Regions from separate parts of the Mus musculus genome. Here regions 2, 3, 4, 5, 6 and 7 are each linked to region 1. Evidence: chromatin contacts called from public HiChIP or PLAC-seq and promoter capture Hi-C data. All regions are on one chromosome and are shown on one strand. The core of a region is the stretch at or near the end of the contact, and the rest is flanking DNA. Distances in the headings are between cores, read along the strand shown. Region 1 holds the start of Zfp941 (zinc finger protein 941). Region 2 overlaps Kndc1 (kinase non-catalytic C-lobe domain (KIND) containing 1). Region 3 holds the start of Spef1l (sperm flagellar 1 like). Region 4 holds the start of Tubgcp2 (tubulin, gamma complex associated protein 2). Region 5 overlaps Ap2a2 (adaptor-related protein complex 2, alpha 2 subunit). Region 6 holds the start of Chid1 (chitinase domain containing 1). Region 7 holds the start of Echs1 (enoyl Coenzyme A hydratase, short chain, 1, mitochondrial).

Region 1 (2,551 bases), core at 18-2,517:
GAGAAAGGAAGAAAGAAAAAAGGAAACACACTGTCAAAAAAAAAAAAAAACCCTTACTAATCTATTTGAAAATTATGGTTTGCTTTCTTTTCAGACACTATTAATATGCACACACCTAACAACGCAAATTAAGAGCAACATCTGAGTCTTACACTTTTTTCAATTTTTTTCCTATTGTTTATTAACTATTTGTTTTGAGCTATATTTTGGATTTTTAAGACACTTGGGAATATATGATTTTTTTTTCCTGAAAAATAAAAGAAAGGAGTGTATATCTATGACAAGAAAATGTGCTACAATGAAAAGCTGCCCACAAAGGTCTGCTTCAGGCCCTTCACGAGTACAGCCAGTACCTTCCATAAATGTGAGCCTTCATTCTCAAAAGCAAAACAAGCACAGAACTTTAAAAGCTTCTGAATCAAATATAATGATTTATGCAGGATACTTAAGGAATCCCCAAGCTTGAGAGATGGATCAGTGGTTAAAAATCCCTTGCTGTTCTTACAGAGAACCAGTTTGGCTCCCATTGCCCATGTCAGGTGACTCACAACTGCCACCCCTGATCCAACAGATCCAATGACCTCATCCACAAGCACGTCACATTTGCGTGTGTGCATGCGTATACCTAAAATAACAATAAAAATGTTAATTCCACAAGATAAAGAAAAAAGCAGTTATCAATATAGTGGAAAATTTGGCCGACTGCGCATTAACCAAGTTTTCATCAGCTATGTAGAACAAAATGGCAGAAAGCAGCATCTGGCTCCAGGATCTTTCTTGCCCAGCTGCTGATGGAAACCACACAAGCCAGCCAATAGGAATCCTTCCCTGAGATCACGGTGATCAGCACATCTGAAGTGTATGGCAGGAACACAGCCGCCCAGAGATGGCTCGCTCAGCAGGATCTGAGCACACTACGCAGGGTGGGCAACTAACAGCTTTACCAGGGACCCACTGTCCGCCTAGCACCACCCTGCAAAAGGACCAGACGAGACCCAGAGTCCCCACTGTCTGCACAGCCCCGCCCCAAAACGGAGGAGAGTTGGAACCCCCGCTACCCTGGGGCAGCCTCCAGGGAGACCTGTGGAGGCTGGATCCCGCCAGGACGTCAGGCAGACACTCACCATCTCCTCGCTTCTATAGTATCCCGGGCCCCTACGCGTGCCTCTGGGACCAGATCACAGGATGACAAAGCACCTAACAACGTCAGTGCCTCTGCTGCAGAACAGCAGGAGCTCCCAAAGGTGCCAAAGATGGCCAGCTCCAGCGAAAGCACGCGAGGTTTTGAGAGCCTGCCCACCGCTCTGGCCACGTTCCTAATTGGACAGTTATCAAACAACACCTCTGATTGGACAGGGCTCCAGGCCCAATTCCTCTACCTTAGGATGGCAATAAATGATTGCTGTTGATCTGTTTTGCATTGGGTTTGGGTTTCAATTTCAATTTGGTTTGGGTGGATTGAGCCCAGGACTTCTGTCAGCAGCTATGTTAAAGGCAAATTTTCCACCAGGAGGACATAGCCCATCAAAAGACATTTTAATTTAACTTTACATAGTCATTATCAATTTATTGATATGTAACTGATCTGTAAATATTCATACAGAGGAATATAATGATAGTTACCTTTAAGCCCATCAAATGGCATTTTAATTTAACTTTAAATAGTCATATCAACTTATTGATATGTAAATGATCTGTAAATATTCACACAGAAGAATATAATGATCGCTATCTTTAAAATTCACTTAACCTTTCCAGTCTCTGGTGTTACAGTGTTCTAGTACACAACTAGAGAGTAAATGTTAGAAAGCTCAGAAGAGGCGGCTTCTGAGGTTAAGAACTAGTACTCGTTCTTCCAGAGGACCTTAGGTCTGTTCCTGGCACCCAGCCGACTCATAGCTGCCTATGCCTCCAGCCCACTTCTGGCCTCCCCCAGCACTGCACTTAAGTGCACATATTCCCTGGGCACTCACATAAAACAAGGGGCTGGAGAGATGGCTCATAGGTTAGGAGCACTGGTTGTTCTTCCAGATGATAAGGGTTCCAGTGGTCCCTGAAGACTGCCTTTGTGAGATGTAGGTTTAACTAGAGAGAAATAGGGAGAGGACACTGCCGGTGTGTATAATTAATCATCCCTAGTAGTCAAGTATGGTTGGGTTGATGATCAGTTTGGGTTCTGCAAGGTGGTCTTAGCAGACCAATCTGGTTTGCATTATGACTCTTGCTTCTCTATAGAACCTCAACTGCCCGCATTTGGAGATGGTCTATCCTAGGCGCCCTCAATTGTTTGGAAGTAATTTTTATTCCCTAGAGGTATTTATCAGTCCTGTAGTTTCTAGAATTCAAAGAATTCCAGTGGGACTTGGGAGCTGGAACAGGACATTGTAAACGCTAAGCGATGTGTAAAGGGGGTAGATACAAATTCAAAGCAGAACTGCCAGGCTTTGATTTACTCTGCATTTACTCCATGTGGACCCAAGTGAAAAATCAGTAATACTATTTTGATAAAAAGTGATTTGGGAGTACTGTTTTATCGGGAAGCAACTTAAGC
Region 2 (2,551 bases), core at 31-2,530, 910 kb before region 1:
ACACTCGTGTTTAATTTGGAGAACTTTTCCAGCCCCTGGCATAGGGGGGATACTGCAAGTAGAAACAGAAGCACTAAGCGCACATCTTTCTCCGTGGAAACCCTTCCTTGACATCAGGTGGACAAAGCGTTCTTATGTAACCCTTCTTTTCCACAGAGCCTGTCCCTGAAGGACCTTCTGTCTAAGCTAGGCCGGCCCTTCAGGGAGTACGAGCTGTGGGCACTGTGCCTCTCCTGCCTTAGCACTCTGCAGACACACAAGGAGCACCCAGGTGATGGGTCACCCTGCTCTCCTTGAGCCCTGAGCCCAAAAGCTGGGGAGGGAGAAAAGGGAGTGGGAGAATGGCTGCTGTGACACTGCAACCTCTTAGCCTGGAGTCTGGAGAATGTGAAGGGCCCAACCTACTTCACCCAGCCATTTCCAGGGGCAGAGCAATATGGACCATGTCCCCACCCATCCTCCCGTTTATTCTTAATTCGATGAGGGTGATATACCCTAACAGTGTTCCTAGGCAACTGTTGGCTAGAATGGCCAGCCCTCCAGTGTCTGTCCAGTCTTGACAGGTTTTTCTGGGGTCTCTGTGTGGTCTGGAATCCCCTGATGCTGGCAAGGGAGCTGCCCACACACGGCTGCATACTTGATCCGCTCTGTTGCAGCTCACCTGTGCCTGGACAACGTGTTGGTGGCCGAGGACGGGACAGTGTTCTTCGGACCGCCCCCTGCCAATGGTACACAAGGGTCACTCTCGGGGGCAGAGAACCAGAGCGGGTTCCCCAAGGAAGGAAGAATAACCAAACTGTGGTTGCCTTTCTAGGCGCCTACAACTCACTCTTCTTGGCTCCCGAAGTGTCAGAAGAGAAGCTGGTGACAGAGAAGGTAACCAACCACATCACCTCTCTCGCTCCATCCTCACCCTCTGCCCAGTGGATCGCGGGGCCAGATGGCCTAAACGTGGCACCCATCTTACTCGCGGGGCTACTGTAGCTGCGTTCACTGATGTCTTCTGAGTCATGGGCGTGCCCTGGGACGCTGGGCGGGACGAGCTCCAGTCCGAGGGCGTAGACCCGCCGCCACTAACAAGCTAATATAATAGGCTCTTATAAATTTTAAATTAAATGAACTAAATTACACTCAGAACCTAATGCAGCCCCCACCCTGGGAATCAGGTCAGCTGATCCTCCAGGCTTTGGCTTATCTGGTACTCGACAAGGCAGGGACCAGGTCTTGGGAGGGAATGGGCGGAGCAATATAGAAGGCGGGGCCATGGGGGGCGGGTGGGAGGAGTGAAGGAGCAGGGTGATACCAGACAGGGCCGAGCAAACCAAGGTTTTTTCAGTCTCCTATGCTGGACCCTGCTACTAAAGAAGTGGCACCTGGAAAACTCCGCAAAGGTAAAGGGAGCCTCCCCGGGGTCAGGCTTACTAGCCAGAGGGCCAGGAAGGAGCAAGTGACTTCAGCTGGCCTGCCTGCTCCTTTTGCTTGCACAATGTGTCTGGGGTCCATTGGCCAGCCTAGACCTGAGACCCTGAGAGCAACAGAGGTGTGCTGGCCTTGGCTGCCCATGCTGAGGAGTCACCCACGACGGTGCGGGGAAGCTAGGACTATAGACATGTGGACAAGGAAAAGAAATGAGATCAAAATTTGAACAGGCCCGAGAAGCTTGCCCTAGAAAACCAAGCATTCATGGCATCAGAATTCTAGAAGGAAAGAAAACTGTGGGCGAGGCAGAAGAGTAATCAGTGAGTGAGTAATGAATGAAAAATATCCAATTGTGTCAAAACACATAAGCCTACCACTCAAGAAACGGAAAAGAAGGGGATTAACCTAAAGAAACCAACGCTATGTTGTAGTGAAACCCCTCGGAAAGCTGAAGGTCAAAAGAGAAACAGTTTATCTATGTTCGGGGTAAACGGTTCAAATGGCAACTGAGTTCCTACCTGATGACCTTAAAAGTGGAAACCTTTTACCTAGAGTCCTCTGTTCCGCAAAACCCCTATGTGTCAAGAAGCTCTCAGAAGGAAAAACAAAAAGAACTAAAAATGTATCACAGACAAGAGTAGTTAGTGCCGTGGGTTCTAAAGAGCCAAAAGAAAGACTGGGCTTGCAAAATGGTTGATTCAGTGGCTAAAGCGCTTGCCGAGTAAAGCCCGGCAGTTAAGTCTGGATCCAAGCCCTAGAGTGAAGGGGTTCCGTAGAGAAATCTCGCACCACAGATTTCACACACACACCATCCACACGCAATAATAATATGGTTTTGGAGCCGTGTGTGTGTGTGTGTGTGTGTGTGTGTGTGTGTGTGTGTAGTATAAAGACTGAGCTGGAGAGATGGCTTGGTGGCTCAGAGCAAGTAGAGTTTTATTTGTAGCAGCCACAGCAGGTAGCTTCTCCGGTAACAGCTCCGGGGTATCAGATAACAGCTTCATTTGTTTATAAATGTCTGTGGAGGAAATACTTAATCAAAAGTGGGAGAGGCGAGCTGGATGCAGACTTGGAGGACGTTGACAATGATCCACTGTGCAAACAAGCCACTAGGAAGCAGTCTGATAGACAA
Region 3 (2,551 bases), core at 36-2,535, 840 kb before region 1:
CTCATCTCTCTACTGGCTTGCCCTCGGTAAATCCTGTTGAGACAGCTCAACAGTACCTGGAAACCTGCAGCTGGGCCCTCTCAGCATGATCATCTCCCTTGAGGTCTCTTTTCATCTCTTCCCTCTCAAACATAAGCCCATGAGATTAGACCCAGGCCTGAGCCCAGCAATGTTTCTATTCCAATCTGAGCCAGTCTTTTGGGGGTGCCCACACAGGTTCTCCACCTTGCTCTGCTCAGACACTTCCCGAGGGCCCTCTGTGATTGGACTACATCAGACATATCTGCCCGACTCTGTCCTTGAGATCACTTATTATACACAGGCAGAGTCTTGTCTGAGGACATTTGGGGAGGTGAAGTAAAACTCTACTGATCCGTAAGGGAGCAGGCTAGCTGATAGGCTGCCCTAGCACCCCCAGGAGTGGTACTAGGGGTACTAGTGCCCTAGTACCCCTGGTTGTGGTACTCTTCTATAGGCAAGGACCCACAGTTAGGCAGTCAGAGACCCATGGCTGGAGAGAGCATCCCGGGGTCAACCTAGGTGGGCTGAGCTCCCAGGCCTTGCCTGTTGAGAAGGCTCCAGTTGCTCAGCTTCTGGTCTGTACTGCAGGCTGGGACGTAGCTGTGCAAGTCCACCAGCCGAGGGCGGAAGTGCTTCACAATCTCGGCCACCAGCACTGTGGGAATGCGAGGGGAACTTGGCTTGCCTGGTCAAGACCCTGGGTTGCAACTGTAATCCCTGACCACATGAGATGCATGGAATGGAGTGGGAAGGACACGAGCTTTTCCTGGGGAGCCCATAATTGTCCCCGAGTCTGGCACGGCACCTAGACTCCAGGTCAGACCAAGTGGTAGGATGGCCTGGGAAGCTAATACAGCGTGAGAGCCCAGGGGGAGCTGGAAGAGCCACAGGAGGCCCTGTTTGCTACTACCTTTCCTAAGGAGCACGAGTCTGGACTCAAGAACCGCTCCGTTCCCCCAACACCCACACCCGTACTAGGGGGCTGGAGGCAAGGGTGGCCCTCAGCTTTGAGTCCTCTTCATCATCCGCCCCATAGCGCCTCGCCCTCACTCGCACCACCATCACTGAAGTCCCGAGCCAAGTGGCGCTTGGGGCGGCTGAGTGGGAGCCGGTCCAGCCAGGCGCAGAGGTTATGAATATCCCCAGGCGTTGGCAGGAACGAAGCTGAGCTCGGCTTGGAAGCACTGAGCATGGCAGAGAAGTGGGTGTGCAGCAGAGAAACACAGCGGAAGAAACCTGGCGGGTTTGGACCGTTGCTGGGAGACGCGGCACAGCCGGAAGGGGCGGGGCCCTAACCGCGCTGGTCCCTCCCTCGATCCCAGGAAGGATTGGTCCTCCTGCACGCCCAGAGATCGGGCTGAATCAAGGTGGATGGTTAAAAAACGAAGGGAGATGGTAGGTGAAATTGTTTGATCTGGTGTAATAAAAACAAACTGCCATGTAGAATGTGATCTATAATCTATTGATAAAATAGAATCTTTATTAGTGAATAGTGTTTAGTCATAATTTCAACAACTAATCTGTTTCAATCCGGAGATGACGGCAACTTCTTGTCCCAACACCCCAAGAACGACGTCTTTTCCTTTCCTAAGTCTCATACACGAGTGGGATGTAGATACAGGAACTGTGCCTTGGAGAGAGGTCACTGTGTGAGGGCCAGTGCAGAAGTTGCTGGGAGGGGACTCCTGGCATTCTGTCCACCCAGAGACAGACAGACTTGATCACGCCCACTGCAGGGTACACCGCCCCTGCCTAGCAACTAGCATACGCAGATGTATGGTCTAAGCTGGCCAAGGCCAGTGAGAGGCCACTGGTTCATGAGGGCATCTGGACAGCAAGAGCCACAGAAAGATTATTCCTGAGGTAGGAACAGCGTGTGCAGGTCCAGCCTGGGTGGTGGTTGTGGTGTTGCTGAAGGAACACATTTATAGGAGCAGTGGTATCTCCAAACGTCCACAAACGATGGCCCTGGGGTGCCCTAGCTGGTCACCTCTTCTGGATGGGGACCTTCAGAGCAACCTTTGGCTCACCAGCTCCCTGCCAAGAAAAAAAGGAAATCGATATTAAAGAGGACCTGATAAGAGAGAGGTCCAGCTGAAAATACCCATTGCCAGTTCTTTAAATTTAGACTTCCACTTCCCCTAACAACAGAATGGGCCCGACCTCACAAGATGACTGTACTAGCATTTCATATATACTGTAGACTAGCCATATGAAAAGGAAAATTCCATAGCCCCCGAAAGCCGCAAGCACTGGAAAGTTCTGGCAAATTATAAAGCAGACATCAAGCCTGTTATTGAGGATTTTTTTTTCTTTCTTTTTTTTTTTTTTCAAATGTCACTAAAACTTACCAGCTAAGAAAATGAAAACAGCCACTCACCCTCCGAAACAGTGCCACAGTCAGCAGGAGGGTTCCTGCAAGATGGACTCCCCCTTCCCCTTCCCCTTCCCCTTCCCTCTGAGGCTCACCTGAGTTGCTCCAGGCACCGTCCCTCCAGTCCCGGGCTTGACTGGTGGTGTCGGGGGTGCA
Region 4 (2,551 bases), core at 34-2,533, 790 kb before region 1:
CTGTCTCGAAAACAAAAAACAAAAAACAAAACAAAACACCTAACCAAGACATGGCCTGTCAAAAACATTTTATCATTTGCAAAATGTCAAGAATCCAAATACTTTTACAGAGACAAAAGTGAGAGAGATGATATCACGCCTGGTCATAAGCAGCTGTCTAAAGACATAGAAACGCTCATTTCCAGGGCTTAATTACAGAAAGGCTTTCCTTCCTTCATCCCTCCCTCCTTCTCTTCTTCGCCCCCCCGCCCGTGCCTCTCCCTGCTCCCCAGGTCCCTCTCCTTAGGGGGAAGGTTTTACTATAAATAAGAGAGAAAACATCCAGAGACATTTGGAAGAATCCAGAACAGAGAGAAAGAGAAACAGACCGAGCAAGGCCTGGGCTGAGAGAGAGGGAGAATAATCCCAAAAGGCTTTCATTTGTATCTATTAAACAGTAGCGTCCCTTCTTTCTTGACACTTATATTCATACTGGGGGAGGGTGACCTACTTTGGTAGAGGAGCAAAGTTAAAGCCCCTCAAAGTGTCAGCCGCACGTTTCGATCGTCTTTTTGTTTAGGTTAGGGTTTCTTTCCACACCTGTCTCTACTGCAGCAGGCCCTGATCCCTTCACCCCTGAACCCCGAGCACCAGCAGCAGATGCAGAAAACCCGCAGGCCAGCACCGCAGTCACCGCGGGGCTGTCAAGAGAGGAGTCACACTAACCACGAACTTCCCAAGGCCACTGCCTCCAATTGGACTCCTGGAGAGGACTGAAAGAGCCAGAGAGGCAGTCGCACCGTGGAGCGAGACAAGCCCGGGCTGGCGGACGGAACCGCCGGCGGCAGAGGCCCAAGAGAATCAGGCTCTTCCCCGCTGCAGGCCAGCCTGGCTCCGGTACCCGATCCCGCGCCCGGCTCCAGCCCCGCCCTTCTCCGACCAGTTCCCGCCACAACACAGACCCAGCCCTGACTCACCTCCGCGCGTCGCGTCCCGCCCCGCAGGGTCGCCACAGGAAGTTAGTAGACGTCACGTCCGTCACCACCCCTCCGACGGTGGCCGAAGGGCCGCGGCGGCCGTGGTGATGTTGCTTCCCCCTGCACTATATTCCCGCCTGGCCGGGGAGCCGGGGGCAGCCGAACCGCTGCCCGTGGAGAGGAACCCTGCGGCTGGGGAGGCACCCTTCCGATTCGCGCCGCGTGCCGTGCGCTTCCCGCGGGATCACGAATTCTTCGAGGTGCGTGACAACCCGGGCGGAAGATGTCCTGAGCCCCACAGGGAGGGGCCTAGAAGCAAGACTGTCGCTGTGGGCGGGGCTTGTGGGGACCGGACCTGTGGACCGGATCAAGGGGCTGGACACAGCTCTATGGGTTGGGGCGTGGCTCCGAGCTGTAGGGCGTGGCTTCGATGCCGGAGTCCACCCACAGCTCTTGACGCGTGTCTTCTGTAGGATGGGGATGTGCAGCGGCACCTGTACTTGCAGGACATGCTCACGCAAGTGTCCGAGACGCCGGAAAAATCCATGTGAGCACCTTGGCTTCGAGGCCTTACTCGGCTTGCTAGCGCTATCCTGATTCCTCCTCTCTCGTCCGCTTACACCCTGGGACTCCGACCCCTCCCAGTTGACACCCGAGTAGCATCCACTTAGCACCACCCTGCCCTAACAGGAGCATGGCTTGGCTGGACTTCCCTCCCCTAGTCTGTTAGTAAGGTTTGGGGTGGCACAAGAAGCGCTCTTCTTGTTTCAGGCTCAGCTGGAATATGGGTAAGAAGTTCCGCCGGAATTCCTGCCTTGGGATAGTTGGGGGAAGGGGGAAACATTCTTCCAAGAGACACACCTCCTTTCCCAGGGTGCCTGAGTTCACCTGTCAGGTGGCTGGCTGTTGCCAAGTGTTTGCCGCCATAGAAGACTACCAGCACCACTACCACATGATGCATGGAAACACCTGCTCCTTCTGCAACCGTGCCTTCCCCTCTGGGCATTTGCTGGATGTCCACATCCTGGAATGGCACGACTCTCTGTTTCAGATCCTGGCCCAGAGGCAAGACATGGTGGGTGCTGACTGCACTGGGTGCATCTGCAGTGGTGACTGGGATTAGGGCTTAGGGCAGGGTGAGAGTAGAGGTGACACTTTATTCTTTGTAGTACCAGTGCTTGGTTGAAAGCTGCCCAGAGAAGTTCAAGACCAGCCAAGACCGGAAGGATCACATGGTGAGGCTACACCTGTACCCTGCGGATTTCCGATTTGATAAGCCCAAGACGAACAGAGGGTACGTGAGGGACCCAGTTGTGACTGTCCCCAGTCTTAAGCCTGGGAACAGACACTGTAATCAAATCTTAGTGAGGACACTAACAGAGCAGAGGGTGAGGTGCTAGCAAGTGCTTGTGCTGGTGTGGTGTCTTCCATGGCCCTCTGATGCTACCAGCAGGGCACTGGGGACTGTCCCAAGTGTGTGTGCTTTTCCCATGGAATCCCCTGTGTGCTCTTCACACTTCTCCCATGGAACCCCCTAGGGTTTCTCTCTCTCTCTCTCTCTCTCTCTCTCTCTCTCTCTGCTTACTTTTATAAAC
Region 5 (2,551 bases), core at 32-2,531, 760 kb after region 1:
TGGGTGGAGTCTTCCCCTGAGGCTACTTCCTTTATTCCATTTCATCACGTGTTATCTCCATGAACACAGGTCTCAGCTCCATTCCATTTTTGGTGCCCTCTTTCTCATCAATTCATATATTTTGTATTTTTCCTTTCACATCCTGTCCCTTTTCATCAAAATGCTCTTCATAAGAGTGAACAGTAGTAACTACACAGCATAGTTGATACTAGACTGTTTTGAGACTTCCTTTGCTAATGCAATTAATCTGGGCCTCTTTAGCCTTAGGCAGACTCTTCTCACAAGGTAAAAAAAAGCAGCCACATTCTTCACCAAAATATCACAAGAATAATCTTTAGGCCACATACTAAAATTCTTTTCTTGAGCCAGGCTCCCATGGTTCAAATCACCCTCAGCACCACTCTCTCCCGTGCTTCTCCTAGTATGGCCCATTAAGTAGCACTTAAAGCATTCCACTGCTTTCCTAAACCCAAAGTCCCCAAACCCCCCATTCCTCCAAACAAAAGCCTGGCCAGCCCTATCACAGCAATACCCAGTTCCTGGTACCAACTTCTGTCTTTGGGTTTTATTGCTGTGAAGAGACACCATAACCATGGCAACTCTTATAAAGGCAAACATTTAACTGGGGTTGGCTTACAGCTCCAGAGGTTTAGTCTGTTGGCAGGAAACATGGTACCTTACAAAACAGACATGGTGTTGGAAAGGGAGCTGAGAGTTCTATATCTTATTCCACAGGAAACAGAAGGAAACTGTGTGCCATACTGGGCTTAGCATGAACATAGGAGACCTCAAAGCTCATCCCCACAGTAACACACTTCCTCTAACAAGGCCATACCTACTCTAAAAGGCCACTATTTCAAATAGTGCCACTCTCTATAGGTGACACTATTCAAAACACCCATATTCTCTCTATTCAAACACAGGCGATGGGGGCCATATCTATTCAAACCACCACAGAGTTCTAGGATATCCTGGGCTACACAGAGAAGCCTTGAGGGCAAGTGGATGGTCACCTGAGGGCGATCTCTAGCTTCTACATGCACACATGGGTAGGGACATCCACATAGACATGTGCACACCTGAAAGTGAAAGAATGAAAAACCCTAGTCACTGTGGCTCACAGCTTACCTCAGTGACGCTCACAGACAGTTCTGGTGTCTGAAAGATCTGGGGTGAGTTCTCTTAACTTGCCAAGTTGTGTTGAATGTGGGTGGCTCCAGTGGAAGTACTTAAGTCTTCTCCTTGATTGGCTGTTAGTCTAGGGTGGGGGTGGTGGCTTAGTGTAAATATGGTTACCATGTGACCAGGACTTCCTCTGTGAAACTGTAAGGATATGTATATACAGAGACTTACATGTGAATATGACAGTCAGGGTCTCACTGTGTAGCCTTGGCTGGCCTGTGGGATATTAATTTATTGAGACTTATTTTGATTTTTTTTTTTTGTTTTTTTGAGATAGGGCTTCTCTGTGTAGCTTTGGTGACTGTCCTAGAACTCTATAGATCAGGCTGACCTCAAACTCAGAGATCCACCTGCTTCTGCCTCCTGAGTGCTGGAATTAAAGGTGTGTGCGACCACCACCACTGGGCTTGTTTATTTAAAGATATATTTATTTTTATGAATGAGCATTTTTATGTATGAGCAGTTTGCTTGTGTGTGTATCTCTTATATGTGCAGTGCCTGAGGGAGTCCAAAAAGGGCATTGGATCTTCTGGAAATGGAGTTGCAGACGGTTATGAACTACCATGTGGGTGCTGGGAACAGAACCTGTGTCTTCTGTAAGACCAAGTGTTCTTCACTCCTGAGTCATGTCTCTAGCCTCATACATTTTTTTAAAGCTTTATTTGTTAGTTTTATGTCTACGACTGTTTGGACTGCATTTCTGTATGTGTACCCTGTGCATGTGTAGTGCCCTCAGAGGTCAGAGGAGGTCTTACTGCCCTCGAGCTGGTGTTAACGAATGATAGCGAGCTACCATGTGAGCATGGGGATGTGGGGACTGGACTTAGATCCTCTGTAAGGACAAGTGCTATTTATCACGGAGCCATCCCTCTTGTCCCAAGAATGTTATTCTTGATAGCCCCAAAGTTAGAAAGAACCCAAAAGCCACTAGGTAACAAACTATGGAGCGCTGTGACATCATCACTGTGACATCATCACTGTGACATCACTAATAAACCTGGCTGCGCTGGCAGCTGCTTGACAGCACTGCTGAGGAAAGAGGCCAGACTTAAACCACACACGCCGGGCTTTCCCACGTAGACGGCTAAGAACAGGCAAGCCTGTTACAAGCCAGTTGTGGTTGCCAGGGGCTGGTAAATGACTTGCTAATATGGAGTTTCATTTGGAGAGATCAAGGGTAGACAGATAGGGCTGTGTTGGAAGCCACTGAGGTACATGTTTAATGTGAGTGAACAGTGTGGTCTGTGAATCATATCCCAAAGAGCTGCTAAAAAAGATGGTCTAGTCTAGTGTGTCAGAGCCACATGGGTTTATCCACCAGGGCTTATTGGCAGAGCAATTTTTAATGTTCTGTGAATTAATTTTCTCC
Region 6 (2,551 bases), core at 22-2,521, 720 kb after region 1:
CTCTGGGCCTCCCTGGGCTCCAGTCTAGAGATCTGTGGAAAGTTCTTTGGAAATTTTCCATCACAGAGTGTTCAAGATTTGAGGCTGCGCTGAGGGTAAGGCCTCATGTACCTAGCAAACTTGAAGGAACCCATACAACTTGCTGTATACCCTCCTACCTGAGGCTGGGCCCTCCACATAGAGCTCATTCTCTATGCCCGACAGCCACTCTGGCCTTGCTAACTCGTTTGCACACTCATGTCATCGTTCGTTCATTTGTGGCTCCACAAGCTATGCACACTAACTCACATATCTGAAATCTCTGACTTCGTTATCTTACATCCTGGTTCATGTTTATACTCCTTTATACACCACTCACCCATGTTTCTTCATATCCAGCTACACTGGCACATACATAAACTTAACACATTCACTACTGTGCTGTTCACACGTGCTTCCTGCGGCTTCTTTTGCCCCACCCCCAAACTCTTTTTTGGAGACAGGGTCTTGCTATGTGGCCCTGGCTGACCTGAAACTCACTCTATAGACCAGGGTGGCCTCGGACTCACAGAGATCCATCTGCCAGCCTTTGCCTCCCGGGTGCTAGGATTAAAGCCATCGCTACGGGCTCTCTTGATTTTATGCAACGGCCTGTGCTCGCTCATATTCTCAGATTACTGTTGGCTCGAAAGCTTCCTCACAGTCACACACTTGGCGCTCACACTTCTACTAAAGAACAATGTCACACTCTCTCCCATACCTGCTCTCACCCTAACACTCTCTCACCCTTGCTCATACTCATCCCCACTCGCTTTCTCACCCCTAATAAAGTCCATGTTCTCACATCTCCCCTCACCCATTCGGGCCCTCACACCCGCTCGCTCTCTCACATACGCCCTTACTCTCAGGCTGACACACCTGCTTTCTGACACCTACTCACCCTCACATCTGTTTCTTCCACCAGCTCACCCTCACATCTGCTTATTCCGCACGAGCTCCCACTCACCCTCACATCTGTTTCTTCTCACACTGACACGATCGCTCTCCCCCTCAAACCCTCTCATCCTCACTCACTTCCTCGCCCTCACATTCATAGCTCCCATATTGCTCTCATCCGTGCCCTCTCCTTCCCGCTCACACTCTGCCCGTTCTGTCCGGGGAGAGCCTCGCTGCCCGACGTTCCCGCATTGTGACGCGGAAGATGAAGCAGTCCCATTGCCGCCACAGCCGGGCTCACCTTCATGTCAGGAGACCGGCCAGACCCATCAAGCACGGCCGGAAGACGATTTAATCAACCGGAAGTCCCGCCCACTGGCCTCCACAAGCTCCCGCTGCGCCACGCCAGCTTCCTAGATGCCTTGCGCACGGCACGCTGGGATGGGGCGGGACCGAGATGGCTGGAGGGCGGAGTTAGAGGTGGAGCCTCGTAGCGACCGGCGAGCTGGAGAAGGGCTGAGAGTGGATCGGGACCGTCAGTTGGATGAAGACAGAGCTGAGTGTGCGGAACGTGTACTTCGTAGCCGTAGGTGCTGTTTCCGCTCCTGCAGCCAGTCCCTCTATTGATCAAGGGCCTGTCGTACAGCAGAATAGTGGGGTCAGATCCCGAAATCCTCCCAGAGAAGTTGGTGGTGATGTTGAACATCCCCTCTCCGGGATTGATGGCTGGCTGCCTCAGCACTGTGCTGAAGTCTACATTACGTCCACTTATGTGACCACCAAGGCCTTTAGGGTCTTGGGAACCCATCCCTGTCAAGTATGGGGGACGTGGGTCACTATGCGCATAGTCAGTTCCGTAGTCTCCCAGATGTGTCAGGACAGACTGTGCGCCAAGTCTTTGAACCTCCACATTATCCCAGTTGCCACATTTCTGTCACTATCTATAGGTTTGCAGTGCCCACTACACTGTCTCCAGTAGAGACACTGCTCCAGGCAATATAACATCCTTCTCCAGATGGCCTAGCACAGCGAACATTCTATCTGCCTAAATCCCAGAGCTGTCTTGGTCCTCGTTTTTGGTCTTGCAAATTGTAGGAGCTAGAACCCACAGAGGCAGACACCACGCTCCCCACCCCCATCTCAGCTTTAGCAAGAGGAGCCCAGACACTTCTTCGAGTGGGTTGAAAGCACACGTGACCAGCATTTTTATTTTTCATCAAGCTGACTAGTCCCCACCCCCATCCCTTGCTGTTCCCAGCAGTTTCCTGCAGAAACCACATTTGGCCTGTCCACACCCAGTTAAACCCTCTGGCCCACTCCACTATGGTCTGTTCCAGGATTTGCAGTGCGGCTGTTTCCCCATTCCTGCTGCTGCAGAGGTTTCTCACTGAGCTGAGCTTCGTGTTCTTCCTTCCGAATCACGTTTCCTCCTTTCTCTTCCCCATATTTTCTGCCAGCTGTCCCCCAAGCCTTTCTACAGGGGCGGGGCTGGGTGTGTATGCTAAGGCATGCTGTGCATCACCATCTGCTTTCCTGGCATCCAGCTCAGCACCCTACTAGGAACAAATGCCCAGAACAGTGATTCCAAGTGGGCAGAACTCTGGAGAGGTGGATGTCCTGAGAATTGTTCAGTCCA
Region 7 (2,551 bases), core at 27-2,526, 710 kb before region 1:
GGACCCAGATATGGCTGTCTCTTGTGAGACTATGCCGGGGCCTAGCGAACACAGAAGTGGATGCTCACAGTCAGCTATTGGATGGATCACAGGGCCCCCAATGGAGGAGCTAGAGAAAATACCCAAGGAGCTAAAGGTGCAACCCTATAGGTAGAACAACATTATGAGCTAACCAGTACCCCGGAGCTCTTGACTCTAGCCGCATATGTATCAAAAGATGGCCTAGTCGGCCATCAACAGAAAGAGGCCCATTGGACTTGCAAACTTTATATGCCCCAGTACAGGGGAACGCCAGGGCCAAAAAGTGGGAGTGGGTGGGTAGGGGAGTGGTGGGGAGGGTATGGGGAACTTTTGGGATAGCATTGGAAATGTAAATGAGGAAAATACTAAATAAAAAATATTAAAAAAAAATTCACAGTGGAGTACTAGAAGTCTGTAGAGGAGTTGAGCCAAGGAGTGGGAAGGGAGGAACTATTCAGCTGGCTAGGAAGGAAAGTGGGTGTGTCGGTATGGGCTACGCTGATTGGGTGGCTTGAAGGACACGATCAGGAGAGACTGTGGAAACAGCAGAGACTAGACAGGAGGCACTATGGACAAACCTTTCCCAATACCCAGGCTGTCTTACTTAACCTACTTTCACATTCTCTTAAAGCTACCTAAACACATGGGATTTCACAACCAACATGCATGTTCCCAGCTGACACTCATAAAAGTTCGAGCGTTGAGAAGCTATTACACCCAGAGCCCTCCCACTAGACATGGCTTCGAGGTGCTAGGATCTGGCTGGGCTTGTAAGGTGAGACTAAGGTCAGACTGAGGAGCGGGGAACGGGGTAAGGAATTGGGAAGGGGTCAGTCGAGCGCTGGAGTTGGAGGCTCAGAAGGAAGATCACCAAGCTAGAGTCAGTGGTCACTTGCAGGAAATCTGGGTTTAGTGTGGGGATGCGTACTCGAATCCAGGGTCCAGGTACTTCAGAGTCAAGTGTTGGGAGTGCATGCTTGTGGAAGTAGGGGGTCAGACAAAAGATCTAGAGTTAGGAGAGAAGGGCCAGGATCAAGTGAGGATGCGTGCAGGCCGGGGTTTAGGGACCACCCAGAGGTTATGGGTGGAGAAACCACCCAACGTGGGTGGGGTGACGCACCCCGCCGGTGTCCGCACTCACCCGAGGCGAAGCGCCGTAGTTCTGGGCAGCGGACTGAGGACAACAGTGAGCTACAGGCTCTGGGCAGCAGAGCACGCAGGGCCGCCATGGCGGAGAGACGATGTGTTCCGCCCACAGAATCGCCCCGCCTGCAGAATCGCTCCGCCCCAGATCCCAGGCGGGATGAAGACGGAAGCTTAAGGGGTGGACCCGTGACCTGAGCGGGCTGGTACAGAGGGCGGGGTGGGGCAGCGTGGGGTGCTGGGCTGCGGTTCTTGGAGTAGTCTGTTAATTGCATCACTTTGGTGGTGTGCCCTTGGCGGGTGCCCGGTTTACGAAGCCAGACTGGGAGACATGGCTGTGCCCTTTCCCCTGTGATGGCCGTATGCTTTCGTTCTTGACCAGGGGAAAAACTACGGGAAGACGCGATCACAGATACAGTAATAAAGCATAAAGCGGTAAAGTGCAAGACGGTTTTGTTTAGCTTTGTGTGAGGGTCTTACTTCATAGCCCTGGTTGGCTGGAACCCTCCTTATGGGCCAGGCTGTTTCTCAATCTCACAGAGATCCATTTGCCTCTGCCTTCCAAATGCTTGGATTAAAGGCATGAGCCATTATACCCTGCTCCAGAGGTATTCTTTACATGACAACTGACTAGCTTCATAACACCAGGTTAGAAATAGCTGTGATTTTACAAGATGAGAAGATTTCACATAAATTTAAAAGAAAGCCAATGTTTTGTTCACGTAAATTATCTTGAATTATAACTTAAAAATATTTAGCAAGTATTATCAGGCCTTCATTTGTATTCTTGCCCTGGTCCTGCAAACCCTAGGATAGAGATAAAGGACAGAATCTCCAGACAAAAGCAAGCTTGATACTGTTATGCCGGGAAGTTTGTGAACCCCAAAAGTCCACCAAGGAGCCTTTTCGATGTAATAGTATTAGGGTCTCTATTACAGGCTCAGGCTTGGGCCCTCTCCTCCAACTCAACCCTGACACAGCAGGACAGGAAGGGAAGGCAGAGAAGCCTTGAACTCTCATCTGGACAGGGCTTTACAAGAAATGGAAGGTAAGAGAGGGGGTGTCCATCTTGGAAAGTATCTAACTGAAGGTCTATTGTAAGCCGACTGTATTCAGTCACAAAGGGTCTGAAAGTGCATCTGAAACAATCAGGCTAGTCTTTGTTTTACTGTTGTTAGGAAGTAGCTACAGAGTAACGCTGGCCAAGGACAAGCCATGGGGTCTTTCCTGGTACGTGGGTACAACCTGGGTTCTTCTGTAGGTCAAGTTCTCAGGCTTTTTTTTTTTTTTTCTTTTAGATAGAGGCTGGTCCCAAGATGGAGTAGGTTTGGATTCTCAATACTTTAAAGAAAACAATCCAAACCAGAATAGAACAGTCAGCAAACTT

The links. Promoter capture Hi-C pulls out the DNA fragments that hold promoters and counts their contacts. HiChIP or PLAC-seq counts read pairs in DNA pulled down with a chosen protein or histone mark.
Region 2: an H3K27ac HiChIP or PLAC-seq map of embryonic stem cells shows a contact between it and region 1, with 4 times the contacts expected there. The contact joins the enhancer-like site here to the promoter of Zfp941 in region 1. A contact is called at or near these places in 9 of 39 promoter capture datasets (the 3T3-L1 cell line, the C10 cell line, the HPC-7 cell line and 5 more), 1 of 15 datasets of contacts at CTCF or cohesin (large pre-B cells), 4 of 484 Hi-C or Micro-C datasets (B cells, bone marrow-derived macrophages, embryonic stem cells and 1 more), 5 of 115 datasets of contacts at active chromatin or transcription factors (embryonic stem cells and stem cell-derived neural progenitor cells) and 1 of 9 other capture datasets (macrophages).
Region 3: a contact with region 1 is called in a promoter capture Hi-C map of embryonic stem cells, with 3 times the contacts expected there. The contact joins the promoter of Spef1l here to the promoter of Zfp941 in region 1. A contact is called at or near these places in 18 of 39 promoter capture datasets (the 3T3-L1 cell line, 3T3-L1-derived adipocytes, the HPC-7 cell line and 10 more), 1 of 15 datasets of contacts at CTCF or cohesin (large pre-B cells), 16 of 484 Hi-C or Micro-C datasets (B cells, the G1E-ER4 cell line, the N1E-115 cell line and 10 more), 12 of 115 datasets of contacts at active chromatin or transcription factors (astrocytes, bone marrow-derived dendritic cells, bone marrow-derived macrophages and 8 more) and 3 of 9 other capture datasets (embryonic stem cells, macrophages and pancreatic islet).
Region 4: an H3K4me3 HiChIP or PLAC-seq map of the SCID.adh cell line shows a contact between it and region 1, with 15 times the contacts expected there. The contact joins the promoter of Tubgcp2 here to the promoter of Zfp941 in region 1. A contact is called at or near these places in 14 of 39 promoter capture datasets (the 3T3-L1 cell line, HPC-7-derived erythroid cells, cranial neural crest and 10 more), 1 of 484 Hi-C or Micro-C datasets (bone marrow-derived macrophages), 26 of 115 datasets of contacts at active chromatin or transcription factors (the 230-238 cell line, the NIH/3T3 cell line, the SCID.adh cell line and 15 more) and 1 of 9 other capture datasets (macrophages).
Region 5: a contact with region 1 is called in an H3K4me3 HiChIP or PLAC-seq map of bone marrow-derived macrophages, with 5 times the contacts expected there. The contact joins the enhancer-like site here to the promoter of Zfp941 in region 1. A contact is called at or near these places in 1 of 39 promoter capture datasets (pre-B cells), 1 of 115 datasets of contacts at active chromatin or transcription factors (bone marrow-derived macrophages) and 1 of 9 other capture datasets (liver).
Region 6: a promoter capture Hi-C map of embryonic stem cells shows a contact between it and region 1, with 2.1 times the contacts expected there. The contact joins the promoter of Chid1 here to the promoter of Zfp941 in region 1. A contact is called at or near these places in 3 of 39 promoter capture datasets (embryonic stem cells, liver and neutrophils), 1 of 115 datasets of contacts at active chromatin or transcription factors (embryonic stem cells) and 1 of 9 other capture datasets (adipose tissue).
Region 7: a contact with region 1 is called in an H3K27ac HiChIP or PLAC-seq map of embryonic stem cells, with 7 times the contacts expected there. The contact joins the promoter of Echs1 here to the promoter of Zfp941 in region 1. A contact is called at or near these places in 14 of 39 promoter capture datasets (the C10 cell line, the HPC-7 cell line, cranial neural crest and 9 more), 4 of 484 Hi-C or Micro-C datasets (bone marrow-derived macrophages, cerebral cortex, embryonic stem cells and 1 more), 32 of 115 datasets of contacts at active chromatin or transcription factors (the 230-238 cell line, the SCID.adh cell line, VIP interneurons and 18 more) and 4 of 9 other capture datasets (adipose tissue, embryonic stem cells, macrophages and 1 more).

What each region holds. Positions count from the first base shown.
Region 1 is chr7:140,820,911-140,823,461 of GRCm38.p6, forward strand. Zfp941 (zinc finger protein 941) reads right to left here and starts at 1,268. Exons shown (of 3, transcript NM_001001180.2): 1 at 1,125-1,268. The coding sequence starts at 1,127.
Region 2 is chr7:139,913,326-139,915,876 of GRCm38.p6, forward strand. Kndc1 (kinase non-catalytic C-lobe domain (KIND) containing 1) reads left to right here. Exons shown (of 31, transcript NM_177261.4): 7 at 157-271; 8 at 657-728; 9 at 815-876. Among named protein-coding and RNA genes, the nearest start is that of Kndc1, 20 kb to the left of the region's middle. Within about 2 kb of position 1,281, at least 41 of the 459 cell types and tissues checked have an H3K27ac peak or open chromatin away from gene starts, as enhancers often do. A contact at or near this core is called in embryonic stem cells, where this site is marked.
Region 3 is chr7:139,977,470-139,980,020 of GRCm38.p6, forward strand. It overlaps Spef1l (sperm flagellar 1 like), which reads right to left and starts at 1,286. Exons shown (of 7, transcript NM_001033465.3): 1 at 1,078-1,286; 2 at 565-676. The coding sequence starts at 1,213. It overlaps Adam8 (a disintegrin and metallopeptidase domain 8), which reads right to left. Exons shown (of 24, transcript NM_001291066.2): 23 at 2,491-2,551; 24 at 1,463-2,058. The coding sequence ends at 2,008. It overlaps Gm16201 (a long non-coding RNA gene), which reads left to right. Exons shown (of 5, transcript XR_389973.3): 5 at 1-1,511.
Region 4 is chr7:140,035,391-140,037,941 of GRCm38.p6, forward strand. It overlaps Tubgcp2 (tubulin, gamma complex associated protein 2), which reads right to left and starts at 1,284. Exons shown (of 18, transcript NM_001286007.1): 1 at 957-1,284. It overlaps Zfp511 (zinc finger protein 511), which reads left to right and starts at 1,001. Exons shown (of 6, transcript NM_027201.1): 1 at 1,001-1,216; 2 at 1,430-1,503; 3 at 1,830-2,031; 4 at 2,126-2,250. The coding sequence starts at 1,064.
Region 5 is chr7:141,577,965-141,580,515 of GRCm38.p6, forward strand. The region is part of intron 1 of Ap2a2 (adaptor-related protein complex 2, alpha 2 subunit); the gene reads left to right. Among named protein-coding and RNA genes, the nearest start is that of Ap2a2, 17 kb to the left of the region's middle. Within about 2 kb of position 1,282, at least 98 of the 459 cell types and tissues checked have an H3K27ac peak or open chromatin away from gene starts, as enhancers often do. A contact at or near this core is called in bone marrow-derived macrophages, where this site is marked.
Region 6 is chr7:141,538,557-141,541,107 of GRCm38.p6, forward strand. It overlaps Chid1 (chitinase domain containing 1), which reads right to left and starts at 1,272. Exons shown (of 13, transcript NM_001142681.2): 1 at 1,217-1,272.
Region 7 is chr7:140,115,145-140,117,695 of GRCm38.p6, forward strand. Echs1 (enoyl Coenzyme A hydratase, short chain, 1, mitochondrial) reads right to left here and starts at 1,277. Exons shown (of 8, transcript NM_053119.3): 1 at 1,163-1,277. The coding sequence starts at 1,250. It also overlaps a transcript of Paox not described here.